3 separate regions of the Macaca mulatta genome follow, and all the other regions are linked to region 2. Evidence: chromatin contacts called from public Hi-C data. All regions are on one chromosome and are shown on one strand. Each heading gives the region's core, a stretch centred on a gene start, on an enhancer-like site or on the middle of the called end of the contact. The rest is flanking DNA. Distances are from core to core; before and after follow the strand shown.

What was found. A called contact is a pair of places that touch in the nucleus more often than the background predicts.
Region 1: a contact with region 2 is called in a Hi-C map of fetal cortex germinal zone, with 2.1 times the contacts expected there. The contact joins the enhancer-like site here to the promoter of SP8 in region 2. A contact is called at or near these places in 2 of 14 Hi-C or Micro-C datasets (fetal cortex germinal zone and fetal cortical plate).
Region 3: a Hi-C map of fetal cortex germinal zone shows a contact between it and region 2, with 6 times the contacts expected there. The contact joins the enhancer-like site here to the promoter of SP8 in region 2. A contact is called at or near these places in 2 of 14 Hi-C or Micro-C datasets (fetal cortex germinal zone and fetal cortical plate).

The regions. Positions count from the first base shown.
Region 1 is chr3:107,266,587-107,270,822 of T2T-MMU8v2.0, reverse strand. No RefSeq gene overlaps it. Among named protein-coding and RNA genes, the nearest start is that of SP8, 250 kb to the left of the region's middle. Within about 2 kb of position 1,897, at least 3 of the 40 cell types and tissues checked have an H3K27ac peak or open chromatin away from gene starts, as enhancers often do. A contact at or near this core is called in fetal cortex germinal zone, where this site is marked.
Region 2 is chr3:107,512,394-107,516,837 of T2T-MMU8v2.0, reverse strand. SP8 (Sp8 transcription factor) reads right to left here and starts at 1,594. Exons shown (of 1, transcript XM_001102781.5): 1 at 1-1,594. The coding sequence starts at 1,561. The coding sequence ends at 89.
Region 3 is chr3:107,328,690-107,333,316 of T2T-MMU8v2.0, reverse strand. All of the region lies in intron 2 of LOC106997486 (a long non-coding RNA gene), which reads left to right. Among named protein-coding and RNA genes, the nearest start is that of SP8, 180 kb to the left of the region's middle. Within about 2 kb of position 2,471, at least 2 of the 40 cell types and tissues checked have an H3K27ac peak or open chromatin away from gene starts, as enhancers often do. A contact at or near this core is called in fetal cortex germinal zone, where this site is marked.

The DNA of each region.
Region 1 (4,236 bases), core at 648-3,147, 250 kb after region 2:
TAAATATTTTGGAGTTTCTTGAATATATGTTAATTTCTATCACTATTACTGTTATTAACACTATTTGGTATTTTATGCATTGCTCTTGAATTCAACAATTTGTGGAGAGAGGTGGCTCACAATGACATGTTTTCTCAAGATCATCTGATGTCATCGTTTCCTCTTTGTTAATGAAAAGTATCAATATTTAAAAAGAACTGTCATTGTAGTTTATGTATAGACAATAAATGGTAAGTCAAGCAAGCTGAGATAATTCTTCCAATGGACACATTAGATAATAATGCCAATACTAAATAATATTAGAATTTAGGTAATGTACTGCCATTTGATAAAGTGGTTCATGTCCAGATTGTATACACACTTATCATCTTTGGCATCTGACTTTATAATTTTTGAAGTGCAGATGGGATTGTCAACCACTGGAAGGAGTGATACTTCAATATTTTACTACAAGGTGAATGTTAAAGTGAAAATTTTAACATATCCCCACATTGTTTCATTCTGGAACAAGCTCTAAATTAATGTTATGTAATGTTATGAAATGTTATGAGCACACCTATAAACGTATCGCTTACAAAAAGATTAAAGAGTATGTTTTATAATCTTCAAATTGTCACTGTAGCAATTCCTCTGTTGCCCCACACTATTCTCAGAATGTCGACTCGGCTACATTTTCCTTCAGTGCTTCTGGTCAGAATTTCTGTTGTCTATGCCAATTTATGCCCAAGGAGTCTGTAAATCTTTTGTATCTTTTTTCTAAGCATGTTCTCCACGGAAAAGATAATCAGCCTGAAGTCTAATGTACAACCTTCTCAGGCGCTTTCTCAAAAGCACACTCTATCATTCTTTAAAAAAATTACAAATTAAAAAAAGAATTTTAATGGAGTCTTATACAGCATTGTTTTGAATTTCCATCAATTGTCTAGATAACCAGTATTTGTTTATATAGCTCCATTCTATAGACATATAACTGTTATGTAAAATAATTTTTAGACTGTTTATATCTTGGTCATATACAATATGATTTTTGTGCCTGAAATCTTAAGTATGCCAGGAGGAAGCCAAGTCCAAAATGCTAGAAATGTATTCTTTATGCTATGATACTCAGTTTAAATCTTGACATTTCCTGTTTGAAAAATAACGTTTGAAAAAGAAAGTGATACTCAAAATATTCCACCTATTCATAAATGATCTCAATAGCGATATTTTATTATGTAAAACATGTTACAATTCTTATTTCCCTCCTGTATTTCTAGGTCCTCCATAAAATATACATGTATGATGGTAGATATGTGTGTATCTGGGTTGCGTGTATTTCACATGCAAATACCAGAAAGCAAAAAAAGTAGCACGTTCATTCAACTTCTATGTGGACATAATGTTACCAAGTGAAAAGGCAATTCTCTCTCTCTCTCTTTTTTTAACTTTGCTTTCTCTAGCAACCACTTTAGATTTTATAGGGTTTCTCTCATACTATCTTAACTGGATTAAAGAGTAAGAACAAGTTTTCTCCATTACAAAATTCTCATTTAATCCTTATCCACACTTAATTTATCAAATTAAATCAGACAAGATTGATGCCAAGGCTTTTCAAGCCGGACATCGTGTGTAAAATCGGCAGACAAGGGTTTGTAAAGGGTGCCCACCGTGACTTGTCATAGCCTCTTGCCTCAGCTGCCCTCGCCTCGATCCAGGCGGGGTCAGGATGCTTCTTGGTGTTCCACTGTGGGCTCGGCGGGGAAACAGAGCAGCTACACAGCCTCCAGCAGAGTTACTTATTACACCCTCGCCTCCTTCACCTGCCCCAGCCATTCAAAATAACACCACACCATAAAATATTCATGAACCGCGCCATGCTGCAGCCAGGGCTCGCTACTGCAGGTGGCTGTTACATCAGTAATTGCTCAATACTTCCCTCCACAGTGTAAAATTGTTTTCATTATGTGTCATGAACACAGAGCCAAGCAAAGCCCTCTTGAGTGGTTTCCCAAGGGCTGGAGGGAGGTGGTACTTAACTTAAACAGGCGCTTTTTGGCTTAGATTTAAAAAAATAAATAAATAAAAAATAAAGGGAGAAGCCAGTGAAAGCTCATCATTAACTCTCCTTCTAAGTGCAACAAAAAGCAGAAGCTCATGCAAAACTCTCATAAAGATTATCCTAAATGTCTCAGTTACTAGGAAGAGCTTTAGGGGTTTTAGCGGGTCTTACGATACTTCAAGCTGCAGAGAAGAGAATAACTTTCCACCTGACTGAAGTTCCCATGGAGTGCAGAGCTCTGGGATAAGCAGGTTTCAGCAATAAACTCCTGCATTGTGAGGCAATAATGCCCAGCCAGGTCCCCGCATTTTGATTCAAGGGTGTCTTTTTCTTTCCCCCCTGTGGAGGACTAATCACAGCTCCACTTTGTTTAATTGCAGCAAAGAGAGAAATGTGTTTAAGAAGTCATTCTGGACCCCTTTAAATGAATGCTGGGGTTCTTCAAGGACAACAAACAGGATGCATAATAAATAAGCTTTAATTTTCAGATCAAAATAGGCAAAGTTAAAGATTTTTAGTGACTGATCTGGGAGAGATGCTGCTGTAAAGAGACCAGAAACTGGGGGGAAAAGGGCGGGGAAAGCAACAAGTGGGATTACAGTCTTGGTTTTTATATAGCACAAGCTGTTTTTGCATGGTGGGAGGATCCTTACAGGAATAAAATCTTTACGGAATTGGGAGCTAGTCGATTTCCCCTAGGATTTTGATTCTGATTCAGAAAGAAGAAAAAAGGAAGGACGGGAAAGAGAAAGAAAAAAAATGTCCTTCTTGTAAACTATGTTAAACCTCAGTAATTGACAGATTCGCCTCCCCTCATTTTCAAGCTCAGGCCGGGTTGGGTGCAATACGTGCGGGAGATGGCCTCAGGGTCATGAACTCCCAGGGTTGGGAGGAAAACCATTTATCCATCACATGCTTGCTTTCTGAGTTTGACAAAACTAAGCCCCAGACCAAATGATTGGGAAGCACCCCTTTTCATCTATTTAAAATCTGTTTATTTCTTACCACTCTGGCCTAAGCATCTTCTTAAAGGAAAGTTAACTATTTCCCTCTTGTAAGATGAGTATTTGCTGATCCTTATCACTTTGTTTAGAAAATATTTAGCATAGATGTTACGGGAAAATTTTCCAGTACTGTAGCTATCTGAAACGGTATTATCAAACTTGAAAATGTGTAATACAAATCGCCTATTTCAAAACCATGATCTACAAATGTCTATAGTTTGTCTTTTTCTTTCCTGATAGGAGTTTTGTTTTTTTTTTTAATCAACCCCTCTAGAGAGAAAGTATTAAAAATTTTTTTTAAAATGTATGGCACAGTTCTGATACTATTTTTTTTAGTAACGTACTATCCATTGATAACAAATTGACCATAGATAACTGTCAGTCCCATAAATTGAAGAAGGCAATGGGCATAAAACCACTCACGAGCATCTGCTGCAGGGGGTTTTCCTCTGGGTTAAATGGAAGATGTGAGGTTATTTAACATCCTGCAAAAACAACGTAGAATGAGTGTGTGTGTTTGTGTGTGTGTGTGTATGTGTGTGTGTCTGCCATATACATATGTATCCTGAATGATGGATTTCCTTTGCATCTGGTAACTATAGACTTTTCTTCCCCTGAATACACCAAATGACTGTTTCAAAATGAAAATCACTATGTGTTTGAATGTTGTATTATGCCTAGTCCCTTTTTGAGTGAAAGGCGGCTTTAAAAAGTAAGGTATATCATTGCCAAAAAGGGGCTAAATAGTATTGTCAGCATTTTGAGAAGGAATAGGTCCTTTTTCGCCTTCCTTCTCAAACTCTTTTCTGGACAGCTGTTAGTGACTTAGCGAACTTTTCATATGGATATGTATGTTAATGGCAGGCAATGAACTGGAGATGGAGAGGCCCAAACACAGGCCCAACTCTTCAGTGCACATCAAAAGCCTTTACAAAAGGAGCAGTAAAAGAGGCAGCGATGGCGGAGCCTTCACTTTTGTACCCTGAATTAGTTCTGCAAGCAATGAAACTGATCTTTTCTCCTTGCCAGAAAAGTCTGCTGATTTTTGTGAGTGCTCATTAGCACAAGAGGCATTTGTGAAGATAATTGACTGACGCTGATACTGCTGGCTGTCACAACAGTGCCAGCCAGCAGTGTATGTGCATTTTAATAGTTGTATTTTTTTTCTTTCTTAGACTTCATGGTTTCTAAAAG
Region 2 (4,444 bases), core at 345-2,844:
GAGAGGCTGGAGTTGAAGCCGGGACAGACAGGGCCCAAGAGGACTCGGTGGGAGGAGGTCGGGGAGAGAGGCGGGCGCAGGGTAGGCGTCACTCTAGGCCGTTGCGGTGCCCGGGCTCGGGGGGCTGCAGCAGCTCTGGGGAGTGGCAGGGCGGGCTGCCCGCTGCGCTGTGCTCGCTGTCGGTGTCGCTGCCCTTCTTGCCGCCGCTGCCTGAGCCCGCCGAGCCGCCGCCGCCGCCGCCGCTGTGCGTCTTCACGTGCTTGCTGAGGTGGTCGCTGCGCATGAAGCGCTTATTGCAAACTGGACAGGCGAAGCGTTTCTCGCCGGTGTGGGTCCGCAGGTGCCGCTGCAGCTCGTCGGAGCGTGTGAAGCGCTTGCCGCAGAAGAGCCAGTTGCACACGAAGGGCCGCTCGCCCGTGTGCCAGCGCAGGTGCGCCTTGAGGTGCGAAGTCTTGCCATACACCTTGCCGCAGCCCGGGATGTGGCAGCTGTGCAGGCCCTTGCGCCGCAAGCTCGCCCCGGCAGGGCCCAGCCGCTCTGCCTCCTGGCAGTTGGGGCAGTCGCAGGTGGCGCGGCCAGAGTAGCGTCGAGCTGAGGAGCGCGGGGAGCCCCCCAGCGGCGCCGAAGGCCCAGCGCTCAACATGGAGCCCCCCGCGCCGGCCAGCGGCGACGGGGCCGAGTCTGGGTAGGAGCCGGGCAGCACTGGCTTGAAGCCGTCCATGAGATGCTGCCCGGCAGGGCTGAGCAGGTGCGAGGAGGCGCCGCTGCTAAAGGCTGAGTGACTCAGGCCCGAGTAATCCGAGTTGTAGCCTCCGAGCGGCGAGTGCAGCGAGGTTTGGAGCCCCCCGGCGGCAGGGTGCAGCGAGCCGGGCAGCGCAGCCGCGCCGTTCGGGTTCTGCACGTCGATCCAGCCGGCCCCCACGTCCCACCAGCTGGAGGCGCCGGCCGAGCCCACCTCTCCTGCAGCACCCAGGCCCGGGTGCGAGGGCTTGAACCACGACTCGTACGGGTGCGCCATGCCCACCCGCGGGTAGATGCCCTGCAGCCCATCCACAGAGGTGTGCACCTTGGAGATGAACACCGGCTGGTGGGAGCCGTCCTGCGAGTGCGCGGAGGAGCCGCCGCCGCCGCCCCCGCCGCCGCCGCCGCTGCTGCCGCCAGAGACTCCGGGGGCCTGGAAAACAGAGTAGTCGTTGGCGAAGGGCGAACTGGAGGCGGCAGCTGCGGCGGCGGCGGCGGCGGCTGCGGCGCTGCTGGAGGTGAGGGAGAAGGCGCTGGAGCCAGGCGAGCCGCCGCAGCTGAAAGAGTCGGACACCAGGGCCGCAGCAGCCGCGGCTGCTGCAGCGGCCGCCGCAGCCGCTGAGGACGAACCGCCGTTCCTGGAGGCCCCGGACACGCCGAAGCTTGAGAGACTGGAACCCACTACGTTGCAGCTGGAGGAAGAAGAGGACGAGGAGCGTTTCCAGGGGTGGAAGCCTTTGCCGAAGGAAGAAGAGCTGTCCGAGAGGGAGGAGGGAGATGGGCTGGGGCTACCGATCTTATTACAGGTAGCAGCAAGCATGGCCAGAGGAGTCGATCCCAACCTCGGTTCTTCCTGCGAGAAGGAGAGAAGGAGTGGGGGAGGGGAGGTGGGCAAAGGACCGGTGGGGGAGGAAAGGAAGAAATGTGCATCAGTCTCCCGGTAGCCTCCAAAGCGCCCCACTGCACCCCATCTCTCGCTGCGGCGCGCCGCCACCAACTCACCTGGCACCCCCAACAGCCCCGGTGCCCGGCCGCTTCCTACTCTACAGGAGGGGACAAGTTTGGCTGCCGGCGTCTGATTCGGGAGCAAAGCACCACGCTAAAGAAGAGTTTGACAAGTATTCTCACCTAAAACAACACTCTCTTGCACACAAGGCCCCAGACACTTCGTAACAAACAAGCAAAAAGTCCAGATTGGAAAGGAAGGAAGTTTTCTTTGCCGAGAAGCCTGGGGGAAAACCATTGGATTGCTTTCAGGAGCGCTTCCCCTGTAATCCTGAGAGCTTTGAAAAACCTGTTCCGGTCCCCAGAAACCCATCCTGGGTTGTTTCTCCCAGGCCAAAAGAGGTCAACCTGTAGCGCTCACTCTTTCTTTCTTTCTTTCTTTTTTTAAAAGCATATCTACAATAGTAAAAACGAGACGAGTTCAACGTACCTGCGAGACAAGGCGGGCTGCAGAATTTTTTTTAAGGGTTAGGGGAAGATCTGCACTTTGCCCAGTAGGAAAACCTTGCTCTCTTTACCCCCGAAATCGGTGCCTGTAAAATGGGCTGGGCGCAGGTCTCCCGGGCAGGGAGCAGTCAGGCGCTGCGCGGTGGCTTGTCTAAATACCCTTCGAACCTTTTCCTGCGCTGAAAAAAAGTGACTCTGCCCCCTTCTCCCCCTTTTTCTTTTCTCCAAACTCACTTGTATTTAAAGGAAAAAAAAAAAAAAAAAAAAGCTCTCAATAGAGAGACTGATAGCCCGTGGCCTGGCCGGGGCGACTTTAACCCCCTCCAATCGGCAATAAAAGGAAACTAATTAAACCAGCAAGAGAAAATCCTGAGACTCACCCCTAGAAGTGAAGTTGCCATCACACAAAAGTGCCCTCCTCCTCTCAGAGGATCTTTTTTATATTGATAAATCAGAGGCAGTGTTTTTTTTAGAGGTGTGCAATACAATGATCAGTTCCGCCCATTCCACCACAATTGTAGCTCCCTCTCCGGCTTTGAAGTGCCGCGGAGGCGCGGCCAGCCAATCTGTGGCCTCGCCGGGCCGCGCGGCGCGCGCGCCGTGAGGTCATCGGCGCCGCCGCCTGCCGCCGTGGTGGATGGGGGAGTGGGAGCGGAGGGGGCGGGGGCGGCTGCGTGTGTTACAAAGCGCAAAGCGCGCGCGCGCGCGCGGGTGTGAGTGTGTGTGTAACAATGTAACTGTGTGCGAGTGTGACCAGGCCGAGGACAGGACAGTGCGGAGACGGGAGGGGGGGGATGTGGGTGTGACACTGTAACTGTGACAGTGTGGTAAATGGGGGAGTGGAGAGAGTGCAGAAAAGGGAGGGTTGTGTGATAGGATAACTGAGTGTGGGACAAAGCGGGGTAGAGAGACAGAGCAATTAAGTGTTGAGGGGAAGGGTGTGAGTGTACGGGAGTGTAACTGTGAGTCTGACAAACCTAGGGAGGAAAGAGGGACTAAAGTGGGTGGGGGGTGAGTGTGTTTGGTGTTGGGGAAGAAGGAGGGCTGTGAATATGTGTGTTTGTGCGACAGAGAAAAGGGAGGGTGTGTGTGGGCGCTTGTGTTGTGTGCGCGCACCGAAGCTGGTAGTGGGGAATGGGAACAATGCAATAAAGTGTGTTTGTAAGAGAGAGACTGTCGAGCTGAAGAGGGAAACCGACTAAGTTGATGGAGGCTGAGTGAATAAATATTCACAAACGCTGCCCCCGTCGCCAACTTCCTTTGGCTCCTTGTACCTAAAATATTGAGTGATTTTTTTTTTCTTCTTATCTGGGTAAACACCGTCACTACATTTTTGAAGAAGATCTTGATACCCACCTTTTCTTTCCCGGCTCTCCAGCGAAACAGTAGAAAGGTTGAGAGTCTAAGGGGTATTTTTAGGGATGCGTTGGGACGTGGATGCGCGCCTGCGCGCCCGTGAGTTGTTTCTTTGATGCCGTGGCTTTTTTTTTTTTTTCCTGAGGTGGAATTCTGCTTTAGAAGTGCACGTCTCACTCTAGGGGAGGAGGTGCGTTTGTCCCGTGGTGTTGAGTAAATTTCAATACAAAAGGATTAGAGAAGGGAGTAAGCGAGGGTTGTTTTTTCTTTGGGTGAGAAGTTGAAGAGCGTTTTACGGAATTCAGAAATTTTCGCAGAAAATCCCACTGCCTCTTTCTGAGAAAAGAATCAGTACTTTGATTGAAATATATGGGTTATATTTATCTAAGAATAGAGAGGAGCTTTTGACAAATCTTGGACCACATTTATCCAGGCGTCAGTGTCTAATGGCGATTGGTCCAGAGATCTATCTATGAGTGTGTGTGCATGTTAATAGATACACTTAGTTCAAATTCGGTGGGGTTTAGTCATTTGCTTGCCATTTGTGTTATTAGTTGCCTTCAGAAATGCCATTACAATTTCACTGCCACCACAAGGGAACTTAAACCACAGAAAGCACAACACCAGTGTAGCAAAAAGTCCAGTCTTTACAGCCCTATTGAATATTCATAAGTTATAAAAACAGTTCATATTTTTAACCAGTTACAAATGCTCTCAGAAGTCTAATTTTAAGATGGAATCAACTAAAATGTGACTAGCTGGGAGAACTGTTTTGTTTTGACTGGGGAAACATTTTTATTTTATTGTTGTGTTTGAACCCCCCTCAAGGGTTTCACAGCTTCTAGGGATGTCAAAATATCCTCCTATGGTTTACAGAATTCCGAAGTCAGGTTGT
Region 3 (4,627 bases), core at 1,222-3,721, 180 kb after region 2:
AGGAATTAGGACTACGATAGTGACTTTGAAATACTTTTGATGATTCTAGCACTATATGCTTTATGGTTAATACAGTTGCTGTGTGTGATTTTGACTAACTTAATAAATACATTTGAAAGGCTTTTTCTGCAGTTAATAAAGAGTGATACAACAAAAATATTTACTATGCACTATGCCAGCAACTAAATTAACCAGTAATAATTGTTTTCGGTGGTACCAATCAAAGGCTGAGAAAAAAAAAATCCCTCAGGTCATTATATTTATCAAAATTAACTATGGTTTCTGCCCATCCTCTTGTGTAGCACTCCTTTAAACATCCTGAGTCACACAAACACACACACACACACACACACACACACACTCTTAAACACAGACACATACACACATGAGGGTATGAGGAGCTAATTCTTCTCAATGTTTGTTTCTCTGGAAGCGATCTTGCAAACTTTTGAGTGTTTTGTACTGGTGAGATAGCAAATCTCTTATTGCTATTCCTAGCCTGTAATTTACTCTCAAGACCGCTGATGCCATCCTTCCGTGGAATCATCCCTGTCATGTTGTGGATGGCAACAGAAGGTCACTCCCTTCTTGTAGTGACTTGTTCTTGAGTCTGTCAGAGAACAGTTAGAAAATGCATGCATTTCTTCAGAACACAGTTGCACACAGGCCACCTAAAACCAGAGAGAGAATTATTATATCCTTCTGCAAGCTTCACATTACAGAAAATGTAAATCCTTCTAAAATGACTCTGCCTCTCCCACAGAGGCTAACCCCTCTACTTTCAGTCAAGTAATGGACTTGTTTCTGAAGAGCCAACATGGCCAACGTTGGGCCATAGTCCCCTGGACAATGCCCTCATTGCTCAGGGATGACCCTCATTGAGTAATTTAGATCACACTCTCTGCGACACCAGCAGTAGGGAACTGCTTGCTGATGTTCCTTAAGATGGTCAAGAGAAGAGGCAGCCGATAAAACTCTTCCCCGGAGTTGCTACTGTTGTTTGGTACAAAGTAGCAGTGAGTAAAGTATGTGAGGGAAGTACCTCTTGACAGAATGAAGCACCGTGTTAGCAATGATTTGAGAGGGCATCTCCAGAAGAATGCTAGAGTCATGTGTCACCACAATACATTAGGTCCCATTGTTACAGACAAATCTGAATGCTACACGTCAACTCTGAATTCCCTTGTAAGAAATTATTTTCTGTAGACTGGAAGGAGTCAAAGATGAGCCCTGTGATACAGTAAAAGCTGTTACAAAATGGAGTTGCTATTTTCACAATAGGCCTTTTCACGAATAAAAATCTTCATAATAAAACTGTTTCCTCTTTACTATGAGTATCTCCCATACATGCATGTCTGATGCTCTTTCTTTGCTGGTATGGAAATCATGGTGTCTGAACTCAAGCAAGACAAGGACATTCACGAGGATAAATATCCAGCCTTGTTCTTAAGCCAAAATGATGTCAGTTCACTCAAAACAGGAAGACCGGCCCTCATAGATATAGGCCTAAAATAACTCTCTCAGTCAGCCAATATAGAGATGAAAATTAAACTTAGATTTTCTGACACTCTATTCTTGTTCTCTCACCACGAGATCCTCCCAGTTCACTGAGAAATCATTAGGTTTACACTATAAGCCAATTCTCCTCAAGGCCTGACAAATTTATAGCTTCTTCAAACATGGGAACCAAAGCAGAAGTTATCAATTATTTTCAGGGTGTCTAACTTTTAGCTGGGAATACATTCATATAGACATGTGATGGCATCTGTAATTCCAACCAGTCCTCAGGAGAATATCCACAGATGCCTTTTTGGAGCCCTCTCTAAGATAATAAAATAGGCTCTGGTCAGACACACTGTACCTCACACTGTATAACAGCTTTCAACATAAATCTGGAGCATGATTTACATTTGAAAGCACCAGATCAATATTTGAGGAGGGATTATTTTTTATCAACTTGGCTCTAATTCTCTGAAATATAAAGTTATTTTTTAAATGTCAAGACCAACTACACCCACACTGGCATGAAATGGCTTTGTCGAAAAAGTTGAAAAAAATTAAACGTAAATTTTGTGTTGACATAATCCAGGTTAAGTCTAAAAAAGAAAAATACTTACTTTTGTAAAATGAGAGGCTATTTTATCACTCAGAGAATGTCACATCAATTGTAAAGCCATCAGCCCCAAGGTTTGGTGGTGATTGCTTCATATTTACTGTTAGTCCAGCAACGGGGATGGTACTTTTACAGTCTTTGGACAGACTAGTGAGTGTGACATTTAAAGTGTTGATTTTTGCAGCACTTATGTTAATTGTTGTAATTTTCCTGATGAACCACCATTCTGGTTTCCTGATGCAGCCAAGATAGTTTTACATTTTCTATGCAGGGCCTCTTTGCCATTTGGTCTGTGTAGTGTCAGCTTCGAGTGCTACTGAAAGCAGACAAAATTGCAAGCAAATTGCATCAGATTGCCAACATTGTGAAAAGGTAAATTGCTTGCAAATCTATTTAAACCACTGCCCTATTTTCATCAGCTTCAGTACTTGGTATTCATGATTGCTTAATTGGCGACCTTTCCTATTGTGTAGTGCTTTATGGTGTAATGGAAAGCGATCTTTACCAAACCAATTACCCTTTTTTTCTCAGCACTACATTATTGCTGTGATTGCAACTGCCAGTCCTTTGTAAATGAACTTTCTGATTTCAATGATGTTTTTAAAATGTAAGATAGAAAAAAGTGGCATTCATATTGTGCGATGTTCTATTTTGAAGCCTCTTTGTAGTCACCATTGTCTGGGAAAATGGACTGAAGGGTTACACAGTACCTACAAATATCCATGTAACTATTATTAATATTATTATAATGTCCTCCTTTGTACTGCAGCTCAATTAGGAAAGGATAGGAGAAATATTTTGTCACCCTGTCAAGTGCACAGGAAGTGCATTTGAGGCTTCTTTTTTGACACATACATTATCTCTAGTAATAAGATTCGTTTTAAGGAGTGGTGATGAAGATACAAAATCAATTTAAATAAAATTCACATTGCTAGTTTTATGGTCAGTCAACATTTAAAAGGGAGCTTTAAATGACTCAAATATTCAGCCTTGGAATAAAAGCTTAATTTTAAAAGAGAGAGTTGTGAGCATACTAAGAAACAGTGAATTTTTAAGATCTTAGGTTCTGAATATAGATGCCAAAACACAGCAAAACATGACTATTCTATAGTTCAAAGCTAAAAATACGTAAATACATATATGTAGCCTGAATTGGAACAGAACTAAGACAGCTTTTAAAAAAAATTCCCCTAATAAGATTCTATAAAATCAGCATCCACATGAATTCTCATAAAAATGGGGCATAGTACGACATTGAATCCTGTTTACCTATTTTTGTGTGATTTAGCAAATTATATCATTACTCATAAGTGTATGTACAGAAAGGGAGCGACAAGTAATTTAGTCATTCTCTAATACTGTAAGTGGAGATGGATGCATCTTTCTACCCCCTACAGTTAGAAACTCTATTGTATGTGGGATATTTTGCAAAGATTTCTTTTACTCTCTTCTCTCATTTAATTAGGAAAAAAATGGAGTTCAGAAAAGGCTTGCCGATGATGATCAGGTGATTGTTGATTTTAGTACCTTTGATGTAATGTAATGATTTATTTACAGCACAGCAACTTATTCTTTGAAAGCAAAGAAATGTGTTTATTATCTGCTGCTTATAAAAGTGTTCACAACAACCAATTTCACGGTGATATTGAGGTCTAATACAGTTATGACTTTGTATTGGCAATGTATATTCTTTTGGAACAATTAGACACATAATTCAATTGTTGAACTTTTAGTATAGTCATGTATTTACAGGTGGAAGGATGACGTTTGTGCAGGTGTTTGCTAAAACATGGGATTTTAAAAACAAGTGTCCTGTCAATTTGGAGCGGGACCCAGAATAGCTCTCACCTTGTAGAGGGACTTTATACTAAATAATTTTTGTAGAAAGACTTTTAAGAGAACTTTACTTTTCTGGAGGGCAGGGGAGATCTATGATGGGAGAAACCTCAAGGGTTGGCAGGAACTGCAGTTATTACTGTCAGCGTTACTGACAGAGGCTGGTCGTGAACTCTCACTCTCATCATTCATCTTTTCATCTTTGTAGATCACTCCTGAGCCCTGTGATGGTGACACAGACGATAATAACTACAGCATACATAGTCAGGGCTCACAACGTGCCAGGCACTATGCTAAGCCCTTTAACTAGTGTGTCTCATGTAAAATCCTTCCAACATTCCTATTAGGACAATAATATTATTCCCATTTTATAGATGAGGCAACTGAGGCTGAGGAGGTTTTGAGGCTGACACAGGGAGGGTCTTGCAGCTAATATGAAACTGGAATATGACCCTGGGCAGCCAGGCTCTAGAGCCCTGTGTTCTGTCACCTAAAGAACTCTGTTTCCCAGTTCCAAATTTCTCATTCTTAGGCTAAGAAAGAAAGCCGATTGGCTAACAAACACATAGAATCTAAATATATGATTTTCAAGACTATTTTAAGTAGTTATTAAGAAAATAGAGAAAGTGTGGCCAGGAGTCATTTGATCTTTTATTTTATTTATTTATTTATTTATTT